Linked DNA regions of Acanthopagrus latus: region 1 is linked to region 2. Evidence: chromatin contacts called from public Hi-C data. All regions are on one chromosome and are shown on one strand. Each heading gives the region's core, a stretch centred on a gene start, on an enhancer-like site or on the middle of the called end of the contact. The rest is flanking DNA. Distances are from core to core; before and after follow the strand shown.

Region 1 (6,193 bases), core at 2,717-5,216, 140 kb before region 2:
GTACTAACAGACAAAATTGAAAAAGTAGGAGAAGTCACCCATATAAATAGTAGGCTACTTGGGAATAAGTCTTAAAGTATCTGATATCAAATGCACCTAAGTATCAAAAGTACAAGTAAAGGTAAATAATATATATAATTTAATATATGTACAGTATATACTAAATACTATGGGTCAACTGATTATGATTCCCAGCCTATTACTACAGATTAGAAAGGCAGCATTTTTCTCATTATTTGAATATGTGGTTGTTGTTTTTTTTTTTATATCCAGCTGACATTAAGGCTCCATGCAATCTGCAAAGTAACTACTGACTCAAGTGATCAAATACATGTAGTGGATTACAAAGTACACTATTTGCTTCCAAACTGTAGTACAGTGGAGTTAAAAGTACAGTACAAGTACAATACTTGCATATTTTGTTACATTCCATCACTGCCTATATCAACCAGGACAAGTCAATTCGGATTATGCAATGACTAAACTATCAAAGCACACCAGTGAACAAAATAAATACAAAAGAAATACTGTAGTGCTGCAGAGATGCCCTGACCACTGAATCTTGTCCTCCAGATGTACGAAAACATAAATGTCACGTCATGATTTCAATAGTTTTTCAAGGAAAATTAAAATTGTACAATAATCACAATGTGACTTTTTTACCATTAGATGCTGTCCTACAGATAACTTTAAATATTATTATTATTATGGTCCTTGTCTCTGTGGGCATAGTATGAAGCAACAGCTAACCTTATGCACAGCAGTCATAAAACTGACAGAAGCATTGTATCATATATAATGTGAACTGACTTAGTAGATAACTTCAAAATGTAATTTTGGAGCTGTAACCAATAATGAGTAAAACTCAAATCAGCTTGTGTTGAAAAACAGCACACACCCCCCTTCATTCCTTTACCGTCAGGACTGCTGGGGGTTTTTCTGTTAATGGATTCTGGAAGAGAAAGCATCCTGAAGGTGGGGAGGGAGCTGCGGGCCAAAGAAAGACCGGGACAGAAGGGGTCATCGCGGCTCTTTGTGGTGGGATGGATAGGGGAGAGGGAGGAGAAGAGGTGGACGAGGAGGGGGCAATATACTTTGCTACAGATGAGGGTCACAGAGGTGCAGAGGTGCCTCAGAGGTCCTGGGAGCTGTTTTTTTTTTTTTTTAAAGTTATGCTCATATATGTCTACAAAGTGCTAGGGCTGCAGGTTAGGTGGAAATGTTTTTTCGTTTAAAATTCCTAAATTTCAACTGATTTGAACCAGACTGTAACTTTCTCACTCAGGCCAGATCTGTATATATGTATAGCATATAATTGTAACTTGTTACATGCATAGTTTTGTGAGGTTTTTTTGTTTATTCAAGTTTACGAAAAATGTGCCGCGCTGCATTTCCTTTGATGGGTCTAACCGCTCAAATTTAAATAAATCAACCACAGCATAGCTCTCTTAATTTACTTTAAAACATGCAACAACTGTACGCTTATGCATTTCTTTTGGATACGTTAAATAATGCACCATTTTATCAGTTTATTCGTTTGATGTTTGATGTGTTATGACTAAGATTGTTGGATGTTTGTGAGCAGTCTTCTTTTGGTTTAATAGTTGTGCGGCTTAAAATAAGGGCACAGCAATGTTGCGGTGTTATAGTTAGAGCTTTCTACTGTCTTGTTAAAACAACTACCTCTACACACACACACACACACACACACACACACACAGTAACACACAAGGAGGAGCATGGAGGAAGCAGTCCCACTGGGGTTTTGTCCCTGACTGTGGTCTATGGGTTCAAAGCTTCTTGCATGGGGAGGAGAGCCCTTAAACAGCATATTAAGCAGGAGTTAATTATATGCCAACCTAAGTGACAAAGGAAAAGAAAAGCCTCTCTCTGAATGGCAAGACAAGAAAAGAGAAAAGTCATTATGCTGCCCACTTCTTTGCATTTGAAAAACTCTGTTCTTATTTTGGCATTTCCATTTGTAACTCAACAGACAAGCGAGATCACATTGTAGAGAGTCGACAACACAATCTCTGCATCAGCGCTGTCTGACTGTTTATATCCAAGTCTAATGCAAACCTGATGAAAAATAGTTTAAAAATGCACACGCATGCACACTAACACACACTCACTCTGTAATTTTGTGCTAAAGAAGCTTTGGTCATTTAACATGACAAATACGTTGGCCTGAGGCAGGAGACAAGACAATGTTAAGCAAATGTTCACTTTGAAGAAAGACGTGAAGGTCCAAAGTGCTTTATGTCTAAACTCATGCAACTGTGTCAAACAAGATGTTAAGGTGCATGCAATCGAAACTAGGGGTCAACTGATATGGCTTTTTCTTGTGACATGTAACCAATCAGATAGTGTTGTAGGCGGGACATTGAGTGCGACCAAAGAATGGAGACTACAGACTGTGAAAGGATGCTGCATAAGAGTCAAAGTCGCACATTTTAAAATTAATTGATTACATCCACCAAGGACGTTATGTTTTCACCCATGACCATTGGGTGGGTTTGTTGGTTTGTCAGGAGGCTTACACAAAAACTACAGAACAGATTTCCATAAAACTTGGAGGAAGGATGGGTCTCAGCCCAGAATAGAGACCATTAACTTTTGGTATATATCTGGATAAAGGAACAGAAGCAGGAATTTTCCTTCACTTTCCCTCAACATTGCAATTTTTTTTTTTACATCTGTTGATTTTTCAGGGAATAATGCATGGATCTTGATGAAAAAAAATCAGGAGCACTTAGGTGGCTGGTATCTATGAATGAGAGAATTTAAATTATGGTTTGGCAGTTATCTGTGGTTTGACATTTACAGTGATACAGGGCTACTGAGTGTGACATCAATTTAAGGATACAGCTGGCCCTTGGCGGAGGTATGTGCTCTACGAAGTTCTAACTGTGTATAGGCAATCATACACGAAAAAACGCTGACAATCGGAAAAATTAGGAACAATGGGCCCAGTAATCAGCCAGGCCAAAAATCAGTCTGTCACCAGTCTAGTAATAAACAAATACAACAATCCTGCTCTATATTTCTATACCTCAATAATTGGTTCTAGAAAGCATACTTCTGATAATACATGATCACAACGATTTTAATGTGTTACACATGTGTGATGTACCTTTAATCTGGTATACCTAAAGGGTGACTTCCTTAAAATGGAATAAGGTGTACAGAGCTATCGTATCTGTAATATAAGATGTTCTCTCTGCCAAACACCCCATCTGACCTTAATGCAGAGCTATTGTTTCAAATAACAGATGTGGATATGCCAGATCGCACATCAGTAGTCCGTCAGGAGAACTTCCCCTCGCCTTGGAGCAAATGAGTCAACGTTAGCATCACTGCCAGGCTGTAGTGGCTGCCGTGAGTCTACAGCGCCATGCCACAACACCACAATGCCAATATAGTCCAAGCACACTGGGGCCCCAGAGCCAGAACGAGCCAACACTGTAAAAAGTAATGGTGGGGGATACCATTTCACAAATATTACGTTACAAATATTACTGTAAGTAATCTTTTGAAGCTTGATGGCAGATTAAATGGCGGCGTTAGCACACAATGCGTTTCATAATGTGACTAATATAAGGGACAAGATGTTGCAAAAGCTGTTATATTCTAAGAGTATTTTTAATATTTGAGTGTCTTGCCACTTACCATACTCGTGGCAACTCGTCCCAATTTTTTAAAAGTCTGCTTGAAGTCAGTTGACCTACTATTTGTTTAAAGTTAGAGTTAACGCTAGCTATTTTAGCTAGCTTAGCTTGTAAAGTGGCACGTAACAGATGTGGGCACTGTTGCTATGGTTACTGAGAGTTTCTTAGGCCGGGACTATGTTTTAAACCCCTGGCTGCCAAAATATAGATAATTAACAATTGCACTAATATTACTAACATTATTATCACTAGCGATAGGTATTATCTAATTTGTGCGGTTTCTACTTTGTTTCCATGTAGTTGAAGTAGGTGTACTCTACACCAATTGTCGTTAACCTGGCGGAGGGATACTACAAAATAAATCCGAGGTCATAAGGTTATTGAAAGGATGACAGAGAGGGGAAAAAATAGGCCTGTTAAGAAACCTAATAAAATTGGGTTTATTTTTTTATGGTCTTTTCTCTAATTTTGCTTCAATTTGAGGGGGGAAAAACACTCTATGGTTGCACTGCTCATAACTCACTTCCACACCACCATATCCTATGATGTGAGGTCATAAATAGACATGACTTCACTTTAAATAGTTGAAGTAGAAAAAGATTAGGAACCAGGGTTGCACAAGATATGAAACAGTATCATGGGCATGGACATTTTTCGCTCTCATTTCTTCTCCAAAATTTCCCACCACTGTCTTATTTGATGCCGTGTTGATAATATTTTACGAGCGAGAGCTGTGTAGTTTTTCTTTCTTACAGCATTCGGCGGGCCTCTGTGCCAATCCCCACTGACCACAGAGAGCCTGTCCAGGCACTGATGTCACCAAGAGCAGCCATTTTTAATGCTAATTCACTTACTTAACTGCAGGAGCCTAGCAGATGACTGAAGCTTATAATAGGCTTCAGTGGCAGGCAGGTCTAAATCATAGTCATAACAAGGGGTTTTCCAATTATGACAAGGACAGGAAGAAGGATGATTTAGGGTGGATGTCCTCTGGTTGGTCAGTTGGCCAGATTTTAAATAATTTGGGGGTATAATGGTGTTGGAGCACAATTTTCCAGAATATAGATAAACTGCTTTCAGAGGTGCTAGGTAGAGTGTGCAGCATACCAAGTTATGCAAAATGAGCTTAAGCTGAAGTGAATGACAGAGGAAAAACTGTTTATCTGAGCTCCAGATCAGGCTGTGCTGCTCTCTAATGGAGGAAAGGAGTCACTGCATGAAATCATTGGGCACAGAAACATGTTATCCATCAGAATGAACCAACGCCATTACAGGGAAACATATTTTATGGATATTTGACTCCTCACCTTCAAATTACAATGATGTAAAATGGGTCTAAAATAAAACCTCATTGATGTAAACAATGCACAGATATGTGTGATGTAATGAAACACAACAGACATTTGACAAACATTCTGCATCCATTCCACTGAACATGTTTATTCATAAACTGGTAAAATATAGCACATTTGTATAAAAATGTAGAAAATTGTACACAAAATATAACACTTGGCTTTTATCTATTATAGTTAATGCTACTATTATAGCTTTCTGTTGCTAAAGGTGATATTCTTTTGCCAGCAAAAAAGTCATAATGAAGGATGACAGCTATAAAAAAAAAAAATCAACAACACACACACATAGAAGGCAACGTTCGTAAGGTTCATTAATATAAAAAGATAATTTTATACAAAAGATCTCATACATTCTAAAGAACAGCACTATCAGTCAATGTTCATGTCCTTATTGCTAGTGTTAGTGTTGTGTTAAAATAGACTATTTGTGCATCTTTTCTCAGCCATTTTAAGGTGTCTTTGGTAGGTTGTACACTTTTTCCAAAATGAAGAAATGTTCATTCCCGCTAATGCTTAGTAAACTTTGAAGTGACGCTACTATTTCATTCTGAAAAGTCACAAAAAATGCTTCAGCAATGCTTTACTAATGTGGCCTTATTGAGTCTAGCTGTGCTCAGGTGTGTTCTTGAATGTCTATTAAAAAACAAAATACTGTGATGATTTTTTTGTTTTTTTTATCGCTACCATAATGAGGTTCATGTGAAGAGTCATAAGAGACAAGAGACCTTTCCACACAGTGCTGTAGTCAGTGCAAAGCCACAGTGTAAAATTAGTTCTCCTACCAAGAGCTGCAGCCTTCTTCCATATGATACAGCTCATACAATAGTTGCAAAGAAGTACCTCAGTGTACACATATTTGTATTTAACACAGTGGCAGCGAGTGATAGATTTCCTGCTTGGCGACCCCCTGTCCTGAATTAGTAATGCAGAATTTTCCAAATAACTCGTCTTTGGGATTAGAGCCAAAGTGCACCAACACCGTGCTATATGATCTGTTTGCAGATACAAACCAGCTGACTCTGGTTTCATTAAAAATAGCCGTCATCCTCAGCTAAATCATGTTGTGTTGGATTAATGTTGAGCGAAGGCATTATGTTTGAATATATATGAGAAATACTGTAGTTAAGAGGGGATCGTTACACACATTTTATATTTGAGCATTACGCATTA
Region 2 (5,919 bases), core at 3,236-5,735:
ATTGTTACTCTTGCAGGTGGTCTTGTATGTCAGTGGATACTAGAGACAGGGATCCAGTCGAAGTTTTTTCACCACCTTCCTGAAACTGTCCAAAGAAAAAACTAAACTAAACTAAACTTTATTGTCATCTATAGTTGGTAGTTGACTATGAGTTAGAATTCTTAGCATTCAGAGTACGTTTACCTCCAAACTGAACTCAGATGAAGCAGAGATGTTACGTAAGCACATAGATGACCCCACATATAGTCGTATTTAGGCTGCAGGATGATGTAACTATATCAGAGTAAAAGTAGGGTGTATTTTTTTTGTCAATATAGAGTTTACTGCATCCTATTGGATTTAAACACACATTTTCCTCTAATGAAGATGGCTCAGCCTGCTAACACTGTCTGTCTTTCTCTTACTCTCTTCTTTGTCCAGTGGTGAGTCGAGTACTAGAGGTAACCGACCTGCCAGAGGGGATATCACGTCCAGAAGCTGAAAAGCTCTTCAACCAGCTGATGATGTGTGGTGCCAAGATCCAGTGGCTGAAGGAGCCCCAGGGAGGCAGAGGGGGAGCAGGTGGATGTGGCCCCTGTCCCGGTGCAGGGCCTTCAGGTCCAGGAGCCACCGCTGGGCCGAAATGCGACAGCAGCGACCCTGCTCACCTCTACACAATAGTGGCAGTGTTCTCCAGCACCATGGCTGCCCAGAGTGCTTTCTTCAAACTTAACAACAGCGGGGCCAGCCTCTTCAAACTGAGGGCCGCCAAAAAGAACTATGACCTGCGTGTGCTGGAGAGAGCCAGTTCTCAGTGAAAGGAAAAGAGAGGGGGAGGAAAGAAAGTCACAGAGACAGACAGAAAGAAAGACTCTTGGTGGAGTGGTGGAAAAGGAAGGAGGACTGAGGGGGACTGCTCTTAGTGTACAATTTAAAAACAACAACAAAAAAAAACTTGAGTTTAATGATGTGTCAAATGTATAAAAGGGAAGAAGGTGTGAATCATGAGGTGGCTGGTGTTTGGTTGCAAATATGATTTTGTCGTTTGTTTTTATTCATTGTTTTTGTTTTGTATTTATATAACAGAAGAGCACACAAGACACGTGAGCAGATGTTTCACTGTTGCTGTGGACTGTGTGCTGCCATTTTACAAACACACACACACACACACACACACACAAAAACACAAATGAGGAGAGACAGACACAAACGCAGGCAACAGGGTCACGTAGCACATAACAAAAACACACTGGACAGTCGACCTCAGTCAAACCTTTTCCTCCTCTTCCTCCTCCCTCCACTCTCCAACCCCTTCCTCCTTGTTCCTCCTTTTTCTGCCAACACTCTCCCCCCTCTCCGTGAACTCTCTGTCGCCCAGTTGTCTCTTAATCACATATTTATAAATTTTCATACGCACAGTTGCGCACTCTCTCTGCTTTTCCCCACCGCTCCCCCCCTCTTTTTCTTGCCATGTCTCATACTGCCTCCTCTCTTCCTCTGCTTCCTCTGTCCCCTCTCATGTACTCTCTCACTGCTCTCTCTCCTCTCTTGCTTTCTGTTTGCCTTACTGCTGTTGTGGGTTTCTGTATTGCGCTGTTTTTTTTTTTTTTTTCCTCAAAAGTTTTTTGTTTTGTTTTGTTTTGTTTTTTGGGATTCAATATATTTATATAAGTGATGTAAGGAATAAAAGAAATCTATATATTCAGTGATTTTTCTTTCTTTCCCCTGAGTGAAAAAACTTTAGGCCTTCCTTTATCCTTTACTCCTCCCCTTTTCATCCCTCCTCTCCTCTTCCCGGCATTTTTTCCCCCTCCTTACTGCCCTCTACCTCACTTCTTTGGTCCTCTCCTCTCTTCCACACCCGCCCCCACATCTCCCCGCCCGCTCCACCCCCGACGCCCCCATTGTGTTTGCGTTTTTCGTTGACAGCTGTGCAGAACGTATAAGAAGAAGTAGTTAAAGTGCACAATGATTGCATATGTCTACTGTAAATTTTATTTAATCTGTTATTTTTTGTTTGTTTTTAAAAATATAAAAGTTGAGAAAAAATCTATCAAATCCCCTGTGTCGTTGTGGTTCATTTGCTTGACTTTACTGAAACTTTTACCGACTCTGTAGTCTGATCTACGCAGAGCAGTGATCCACGTTGTGTACAGCCCAGTCAAAAGGTTTAAGACCGCTTTGAACATTTCTTATATTTTCATGTAAACCTGAAAATAATCAGGAAGGTTGAGGATTCATAAAGCGGCAGAAGTGACTCAAGGTTTCTACGGGGGGCATATAACCCTAAAAACAGAAACTGGATCACTTTCTTCAAAGCACGATCAGGCAGACCCAAAGTGACCACACTTTAAAGTCAGTACATCACACTTGGAGAAAGAAAAGCATCTTCATCTCAGATACAGAATCTTCTTAATAAACACACACCAGACTCGAAACCACTCCAGCCCTGTCAAATGAAGGCTGTCTTGTAGTGTTCTCAGAGGACGAGTGGCGGGCCTTCAAATGCCAAAAGTTCACAGCGGATGACTGGGGGCAAAAAAAGTCTGAGATTTATGTGGGCAACAGAAGGCCGAATGTAAGGAGACGAACGGGAGAGCATGCAACCTAACCTAATTAACCTAATTCATATGGTGCCGTATTTTGACAGATGTTATGCCACTTTTCATAGAGAGCAGGGACCCAACATTCAACTGGTAATAAATAATAAATGCCTATATAGATAATATACATGCAGTGAATGTACACATACAAAAAGCTATACAAATATTATTGACATTAAAAATAAATTGTAATCATATCTCAAGTGTAATTTATATGATTTGTAAACAGAAGCAGGTCGGTGAAGATTAGTGAAAAGAAATGATCTATGATCATTACAGAGGCCCTTCTACATAACTACCCATCTTAGTTGAAAGCTGGTGATGAAATACTTAAATGGTGCACAATACATGCCACTGTACATTCAATTCACGTCAACTAACCTTTGTTTCCATGGTCTTCAGGGTAACGTTTTTAATTTACAGCCTGGTAATTACAAAGTATTATGAAATACATTGCTTAGAAATGACATGAGTAGATTTAGTTAAATGCAAGGGTACATTTAATGCAGAATAAACATGTTTTCTCAGTAGATATATGGGAATTAAGCAAAAACAAATCTCTCAGGTAGTTACTACGTATTCATCATTTATATCCAGAATGATAATTATGACATTATTCTTACTCTGTAACTGACCAGTACTACAGTAATCCATGGTAATTCTACAACAACTTGTCACGATGACTAAACTGATATAATTTGTTATTTCTTTGCAGTTTTCTTACACTAATAAATACCTGTAAATTAAAGGGATACCGTTCAGAGTTGATGCATTATGTCTTTTACTGGTGATCATTTTATTGGTTAATGGACTTTACATCCAAGGGACTTTCTGAGTGAAAATGAACTTTTTTTTTTTTAAATCAGGCTGATGCAGCTGAAGTGTCTTGTGTTCTTTGGCTGATCAGGGAGTTTCATGTTCTTTAGACGAGTGAGATCTCAGTCGCACCACTGCCTCCAAAAACCCTTTATTCTCTCACACAAAACAAGAGAACTCACAAATTCCACACATTTCCCCAAATTGTCAAGCGAGCGTGATAATACTCCAACGTTATGCTTCGCTTCACTGAGCGAGGAGCTAGAAGCAGAGCACTCTGTGTTTTAACCACTCAGCTGGGAGAGCTTCTCAGCTTTTAAAGTGCTCAGCTGTCCCAAACTGTCACATTAACGCACACATGAACACACACACACACACACACTCACATACAGACATAGGGCTCGGCTGGGTTGGCCTGCTGGCATTCACTCATCCCAATCTCCCACCTGTTGGAGCCTCATTTGGAAAGGACAGAACTACAGGACTGCTTGAAAAGAGTCCCATGAAGTTTAAATCTGCGGGGACCCCTCCTGACTGCAACCACCTTAAAGGAGACGGGGGATCCAACTTTAACGGTCAGTTGACAGCTTTTCTAGCCACTCTTAACCCCTTACTAATACTGTGACACTTTCTATGTGTTAGATTGCTAAATGTGTTTCTTGTTTGCGTCCTGAACTTTTATTCTAACATGTAAACCCACCCCCAGAAGGAGGAAACCCTCTTAACCCCTCCGTAACTTCCACCGGCCGTATCTTGTACCAGGTTTCAAGTCAGCCCTGTTTAAACTTAGCTGAGATCAAGTTGCCTACTCAAAACAGACCTCAGTGATCAATACATCTAGAAAAACGGCAGCCGTAAAGTGATGCCAGGCAAGGTGGATCAACAATAATCAAACATCTGAAATGTGTTTTGACAGCCCTGATTTGATCATAAATCGGAGGATAAGCAGAAAGGAGATGCTTTGTTATCAGTAGCCGACAGAGATTTCAGAAACAGAAGTGATGCTGGTGTGTTTCTCCCTCCACAGTGCCATCTACTGGTCCGAGCCTTGAATATCTGGAGGAACCACACCTCGGCTGACCAAACATGGCCAATTATGACTCGTAAGTTCAGACTGCAGAGAGGACCAGAAAAGGGATAAAACACATGTCATCATGTAGATAACTGGCACACAAATTACAAACAACTGTACCTTTTCTTGTACTTTGAGGGCCTGGTTGCCTTACACATCCCCTTTGATAGCAGCAAAGAATCTTAAAGAACAAAAAGTGCACAGCTGGAAACCAGAGAGAACAGAAAAAAAACCGAGCATGTGATGTCTGAGCGAGATGGATTTGTCTCTCCAACATTTGCTTCCTGACGTGACATTTGGCATCTTCTGATGACAGGCTGGATGACAAGGCCTCCGTGGATATTCATGACAACCCGCCTCTCCCTGATAATGTGGTGAAAGAGGAGGACAACACGGTGAGACACCCGAAACCCACAACTGACCATGTGGCGCGCACGTCAAGGGCCCTGTGTGCTTTGCTGCGGGCCAACTGTCCAGAAAACTGATAGATCACTGTCGAGTAAGGTGAAGTGGGATGGCAGATAGCGTCCGTCTCTGAAATGTGTACAATGTTCAAATACTAATAAGTTGAATAGAGAACCACACTGGTGAGCACTGCTGTAAAGACACCATTTAAAAGCAGTCAACAGCAAAAAACCAAATCAGCAGAATAAATGCTGACGATGTATGTTTCTGCAAACCACAGATATAATGACACAATTCTTCATGCCGCATGTTTCTTTAGTTTTAACTTTGAATTTTATCTCATCAAAGCTGCACTTGTAGTCTGGTTGGGTTTGTGCACGAGAGCTATTTGTCAAGGGAGAGGAAAAGATGGTGATTTGGCTCAAATGATCAGTCCTCACAATAGCTGCAGGATATTATTGTTCTGGGGTCTCCTTAAAAATGAGGTGACTTCACACTTGGAAATATTGTAACGCGGGCTTGAACAGTTGTCACTGACTTGGCAGCCTCCTCGCCTGTGACTCCACCAGCCACTCCACCGTGATGAGACACATTTTTCAACTGTGAACTCCTGATATTTCATCCAGGGGACGGGGCTGTTGATAAATGTGAGCCCTGGACAACCAACCAGTGGAGGAACATCTGCAATATTGCTGTGCAGTTGAACTGACCCTTTATTTGTATCCATCTGGCTGAATTTCCTCACTGGTAACACTCGATATAGAATCCAAGGACAGATGTCACGTCGCCGGTTTTTCTTCACTTGATTTGTGAAAAATAGATAAACTGCCACGGTGGATGTGAATAAGTTAACTCTAAGCTGACATGTCTGCTGCGGCGTTGTGGTCGGTTTGTTTAGGAATCCTGACAGCCAAACAGAGCTGCGGCGTGATGGAGCTGTAATGTGTGAACTCTCCCTGCTATTATCGGTTATTGTGGTGTTAATCCACAGCCTGGCGGCCGCAGGACTCCTCTAATCCTGCCAGAGATGGAGAGTTGGAGCCA

What was found. A called contact is a pair of places that touch in the nucleus more often than the background predicts.
Region 1: a contact with region 2 is called in a Hi-C map of liver, with 4 times the contacts expected there. The contact joins the promoter of LOC119021773 here to the promoter of LOC119020666 in region 2. A contact is called at or near these places in 2 of 4 Hi-C or Micro-C datasets (liver and muscle).

The regions. Positions count from the first base shown.
Region 1 is chr6:11,695,371-11,701,563 of fAcaLat1.1, reverse strand. It overlaps LOC119021773 (zinc finger E-box-binding homeobox 2-like), which reads right to left and starts at 3,966. Exons shown (of 9, transcript XM_037102267.1): 1 at 3,670-3,966. gli1 (zinc finger protein GLI1) reads right to left here. Exons shown (of 13, transcript XM_037102216.1): 13 at 5,082-6,193.
Region 2 is chr6:11,555,144-11,561,062 of fAcaLat1.1, reverse strand. LOC119020666 (SH3 and cysteine-rich domain-containing protein 3-like) reads left to right here and starts at 4,485. Exons shown (of 12, transcript XM_037100162.1): 1 at 4,485-4,501; 2 at 4,787-4,865. The coding sequence starts at 4,485. LOC119021249 (R3H domain-containing protein 2) reads left to right here. Exons shown (of 28, transcript XM_037101418.1): 28 at 421-2,037. The coding sequence ends at 797.